Linked DNA regions of Mus musculus: region 2 is linked to region 1. Evidence: chromatin contacts called from public HiChIP or PLAC-seq data. All regions are on one chromosome and are shown on one strand. The core of a region is the stretch at or near the end of the contact, and the rest is flanking DNA. Distances in the headings are between cores, read along the strand shown.

Region 1 (2,677 bases), core at 87-2,586:
TAATGGCTCCCCTGAGTGGTGGGTAAGGAAGAATATACAGAACAGAGGGAGGAAGAGGAGGTGAAAGGAGGAAGGGAAGGATAGAGAAAGGGAGGAAGGGAGTGGGAGCAAGGGAAGGGACACCCCAGAGAGGTGGGACCAAGATGATCTGGTGGCACCTAAGTCGTGAACTGCTTGCCTGGACCCACCTAGTGGGAGAGGTGGACAGATGGGCAAGGTCACTGAGAAAGACAGAGATACAGAGCAGGGGTCACTTGTCCTAGAAAGTTCCAGAATGGAGGTGATTGGGGGTGGGGGTGATGTCTTAACTGCCAGCGCTGCGGAGGTTCTTCCATGGCAGTGGGCCCTGCCTCATTCAGTTATTGGACTTATTGGACTAGAATGGGTCCCAAGTCCTCTATGACTGGGAATGCTTATGAGATAAGCGGGGTGGGGAGGATTGAGGAGGTTAGAGAGACACAATGGGGGTTTGTAGCGATACAGGCACACTGGGGGGAAGACACCCCTGTGACAGTGTGACAGAGTTTGAGCTGATACAGATACAAATAAAAGCCTTCCCGGAATGTTCAGGTGCCACCCGGAGCTGGAACAGGCAGGAAGGATCCTCCCTAGAGCTACCGAAGAGCCTGGCCCCGCTGACACCTTGACTATGGACTTTTGGCCACAGGAACCCTGAGAAGTCTCTGCTCCAATAGCCCCAAGGAACTCACGGGGAGAGTCTGCCCAGGCAGCAGCTCAGGCCTCCCTGACCTGGTCCTTGCTTAGCTTTCTAAACCACTTCCTACTACAGAGCCTGGAATTCACGTCGTAATCCATGTCCCATCCACGGCCACGCATCAGCTCCCCTTGACCTTTGGCAGTTTTGCTAGGAGGAGGAGGAGGAGGAGGAGGAGGAGAAGGAGGAGGAGGAGGAGGAGGAGGTGGAGGAGGAGGAGGAGGAAGAGGAGGAGGAGGAGGAGAAGGAGGAGGAGGAGGAGGAGGAAGAGGAGGTGGAGGAGGAAGAAGAGGAGGAGGAAGAGGAGGAGGAGGAAGAGGAGGAGGAGGAGGAGGAGAAGGAGGAGGAAGAGGAGGAGGAGGTTAAAATTTGGGAGGCCAGTCCTTCTCCTCCAGATCTCCCTCAGTTCAGTTTGAACCAGACGGCAGCAAAGCAGCCGGTGTTCTACCTCCTTCAGCAACCTTCAGAGTGGGGCCCATGGGAGAGTCAGGGCTGTCCCGTGTTGGAGCTATTAAATTGTCATAAGAAAGAGGCCTTTGTCGCAGGGACACAGCCCTCAGCCCAGTCACAGAGACAGATTGTGCCAGAAAACAAATAACAGAAGAAAGAAAAAAAAAAAAGTTCAACCACAGCATTCTTTGCAACTTCAGTCACTTGCCTCCTGTCTGTCCTTAAAGGACGAAGTTCCTTTCATCATCCTGATTCCTACCGAGAGGTTATTGGCTTTTAATTCCACCCAGAACCCAGAGCCCTGTGGAGACCCTTGCCCAGACCATCTGCACGGCCTGCTGCCTGCTTTGGCAGCCATGACCACGGGCCTGCGGGAGGGGAGACAGAGGTCCCTCAGGCCTGGACAGGCGCTCAGAAGAACCAAGGCTGCAGCTGGAGTTTTCAGTCAATAGGGGTCAGCAGGACTAAGTTCTGAACACCTCAACCCACAAACCTGTGTTCAAATCCCAACTAGTATCTGCAGCCCAGGTCTGGGGGGCAAAGGGCACTCTGGACCCACGTGACCAGGGAGCCCCTGACTCCACCCCCATCCAGCCCCAAATCTTCTCAGAATATTTCCCACAAAACCCTTAGCCCTGGTAGCCAGCCCGGGCCACACAGCTGTGCTTGGGACTTCCCAGTGGAGACTTTGCAGGCAGTTCTGGCAGCCGGGCTGCCTTAGCTGGATCTTGTTGTCCTCAAGGAGACTAAGAAGGCCTGGCCTCTGGGGAGTGAGGCCCACATCCTGCCTGTGAAGATGGGCGCACTCCTAAGAAGGCTTTGGGTTGTGGTGCTAGGCCGGCGCTCTGCCTAGCTCCGATGTCTCCTCAACCTCTTTGTGATAGGACTTCACTGTGCAGCCCTGCCTGGCTCCAAACCCGAGACACTCTTGTCTCTATCGCTCAAGAGTGCTGAAGTCACAGGCTTGTGCCAGCACACCGGCAAGGGTGATTTTAAGAAACAATACAACACCGTAACCCAACAAGATGTGGCCGTGAATATGGCTCAGTCGGTAGAGCCCTAATGCAGCCTGCTCCAAGCCTTGGGTTCGATTCCCAGCATGTCACCAACTGGTCATGGTGGCACATGCAAGGTCTTCCTGAACCTCAGATAAGCCTGAGGCCATGCTGGAATAAATGAGACCCCCGCCTGCCTACAGATAAATGAGGCTGTAAAGAAGGTATATCCATATTGGAAGAGACTACAGTGTGAATGTGGGGGAGGGGGAGGGGCTACCCTGTCCTTCTCCAAGTCCCCAAATCCAGGCTCTAGCCCTGACGTGGTGCATAGCACGTCAGGGTCGGGGGGAGGGGGGCGGCCTCAGCTGTTCCCATGAGCTCCTGGTATACCACATAGGGTGAGAGCCAGGTTTCCAGAAGGAAGGCAGGCAAAGAGGGGCTCACGGAGCCCAGCCTCTGCGCCCTCTGCCCTTCTGCAGGGGCGAGTTCTCCCAGATCTTCTGTATCTGAGCAC
Region 2 (2,677 bases), core at 96-2,595, 250 kb before region 1:
AGCAGCCAAACTGGTGGAAATGATGTTCAGTGAGAGACCTTGTCTCAAGCAAACAATGTGGGGAACAAATGAGGAAGTCACCCCGTGTTGACCTCTGGCCTACACACACACACACACACACACACACACACACACACTCACACACACACACACGAACATGTTAACTCACACCACTAAGTATCATTTGACGTTGTGATCTCCCTTAGGGAGTCGCTAAGGCCAAAGCTCCTGGGAGCTCCAGTTCAGGTGGGCATTGCACATGGGACCTGCTTGTAAGCAGTTGAATTGTACTTAGAGCTTAGATTTAAAACGAGACCAGGCTGAGGGGCCAATTGCTTTTCAGCTCTGCTTCCACAGTGCAGTGGGAGTCAGTGTTACATCAGACTGGATGTTTGAAGCCCAGATATGTCCTGGGTGACGGTGTTTGCTTTAAGAAACGTATTTCCTGGAATTTCATCAGTGATGATCTATGGCAGTTGGTTAGGTGCTGGAAGGCCCCTTTGGCTCTAGTCTTGCTGGTATTCAAGTATTTCATGAGAGCTTGGCTCTCAGCTCTGGGCCCAGACCTTGCCAGGCACTTGGGGATTACAGTGGTGACTCAAGCCTATTGCACAGGGACCATTTCAGGGTGGACTCTAGAACCCATATGCCAAGCATAGGTGTACACCATGTTCTCATGAGTTGGCTTCCTTCCGTAGGAACAGTGCACACTTCCTTCCAAAGATTTACAAATGGATATAACTTATAGCACCCCCAGGTCCAATACAGCTATTTCTTTTAAGAAACTGAATAGGAATATTAATTGCGACTTTATTTGTATTGCCCTCTATTAAAATCAGCCTAAAGGTCTTATTGCAACTGAGTAGAAGCACAAATTGAGGCCTAGCCATGTAAAGCCATGCATAAATAAAAACAATAAGGTACTTGAGCATATAGAGTGATTGGATCTCTCAATAACAACGAAGGGAGACAAATGTAGAAGAAAATGGATCTGAGCTAGAATGAAGGCTCAGTGGTTAGGAGCACCAGCTGATCTTCCAGGGGACCTGGATTCAGTTCCCAGCACTCACATGGTGGCTCACAAGCATCGGTAACTAGTTCCAGGGGATCAGATGCTCTCTCTGGCCTCAGCAGCCACCTACACTTAGGTGGTGCCGGACCACACATATACACGTAAACTAAACACATAAATATAAAGAAGAAAGCAAACATTATGATTTCATCCACTTAAAATACCACAAACGGCAAGCGAGTTGACAGAAGGACAATGAGTCACTGACTGTGGCATGAGAAGACAGGGAGTGACAATCAGTAGGCCATGTGACTCTGGCGGTGGCAAGTATATGTGCTACTGTGATCACAAGGTCTTGAGTTTAAACCTACTCAGAAATGGCAGTCCTCAACCCCGTGGGTCTCCACCTCTCTGGGGTTTGAATGGGTCTTTCACAGGGGTCATGTGTTGTTTATCTTGTGTATCAGATGTTTATATCACAATTTATGAGAATGGCAAGATTACAGTCATGAAGTAGTCACAAAAATAACTTTATGGTTGGGGTCACCAGAACATGAGGAACTATATTAAAGGGTCACAGCATCAGGAAGGTTGAGAACCACTGTAAAAAGTCACATTTTATCCTTCAAACATGGACGGTTTCTATCACTTCCATTTTAAAAGTGATCCCACCCACCAAGACCAAACACAAACAAGAAACTCCTGGGCCATCCGTTTCCCTTGAGAAACTGTATTTAGCAATACACACGTCAGTTCAAGCCCAGTCCGCCCCAGCCTTTGGCAAGGGCCGCACTACTTGACTGGAAGTGAAGCCCCACGGCGTTGACAACTGGGCAGGGGAGATGGCTGAGTGAGTGAGGCCTTTGCCACCCAACCATGAAGACCAGTTCACATCCCCAGAAACACATAAAGCCTGCCATGCTAGCACACACGTGTAATACCAGTACTTTTATGATGAAGGAGACATGGAGACAGGAGACTCCCCAAGAGCATGTGGGCCGCTCACCTGTCACACTCAGCAGTGAACTGTAAAGAAGCCCTGTGTTAAATGAGGAAGAAAGTGAAGACTTAACACTTTGGAATGTCCTTTCACTTCTATAAGTGGGGTGTGGCATATGTATACCCATATACAGACACACACACATACACACACGCACGAACGCACAGGAAACGTCAAAGTTGTTTCTTTGTGAGTCACCAAAGACATTGTTCTAGACTGGAATTTTTCTGCTGCCAGCCTTTTCCTTTCCTCTGCAGCCACAGACTCAAATCAAGCAGCTCAGAGGCCACTTGAATGCAGAAAAGCCTTTAGATTTTCTGAGGCTGACTGTATCCTTGAGAGAGATTTGAGCGCACAGACCCTGAGTGCATCCGGACCGTCACCCTCCAGGCCCTTGGTGACAGAACCACAGTGTCTGTGCAGGTGCTTTTCTCTGCAGCGCCTCGCTTCCGACCCCCCTCCAGCTAGCTGTTGTCCATGTGCTGTGACATTATGTCAGGTGGCTGGGGACTTCCTGCCAGGAAAGGGATGAAGAACCCAGAGGCGTGTCACTGAGCATGTTGGGGTGACCTCTCGACGCTTACAGACTGGTGGGTGTGAGTGGCTTCAGGTCCAGGGACTGATGGTGACACACACCAGGCTAAGGATTTGGGGAGGTTAGGGAG

The links. HiChIP or PLAC-seq counts read pairs in DNA pulled down with a chosen protein or histone mark.
Region 2: a FOXA1 HiChIP or PLAC-seq map of pancreatic cancer cells shows a contact between it and region 1. The contact joins two enhancer-like sites. A contact is called at or near these places in 6 of 484 Hi-C or Micro-C datasets (the N1E-115 cell line, cerebellar granule neurons, cerebellum and 3 more), 4 of 115 datasets of contacts at active chromatin or transcription factors (the NIH/3T3 cell line, embryonic basal ganglia, kidney and 1 more) and 2 of 9 other capture datasets (embryonic stem cells and embryonic tail).

The regions. Positions count from the first base shown.
Region 1 is chr11:113,291,145-113,293,821 of GRCm38.p6, reverse strand. The region is part of intron 7 of Slc39a11 (solute carrier family 39 (metal ion transporter), member 11); the gene reads left to right. Among named protein-coding and RNA genes, the nearest start is that of Gm51927, 16 kb to the left of the region's middle. Within about 2 kb of position 1,336, at least 102 of the 459 cell types and tissues checked have an H3K27ac peak or open chromatin away from gene starts, as enhancers often do. A contact at or near this core is called in the NIH/3T3 cell line and pancreatic cancer cells, where this site is marked.
Region 2 is chr11:113,536,504-113,539,180 of GRCm38.p6, reverse strand. All of the region lies in intron 3 of Slc39a11 (solute carrier family 39 (metal ion transporter), member 11), which reads left to right. Among named protein-coding and RNA genes, the nearest start is that of Slc39a11, 28 kb to the left of the region's middle. Within about 2 kb of position 1,345, at least 79 of the 459 cell types and tissues checked have an H3K27ac peak or open chromatin away from gene starts, as enhancers often do. A contact at or near this core is called in the NIH/3T3 cell line and pancreatic cancer cells, where this site is marked.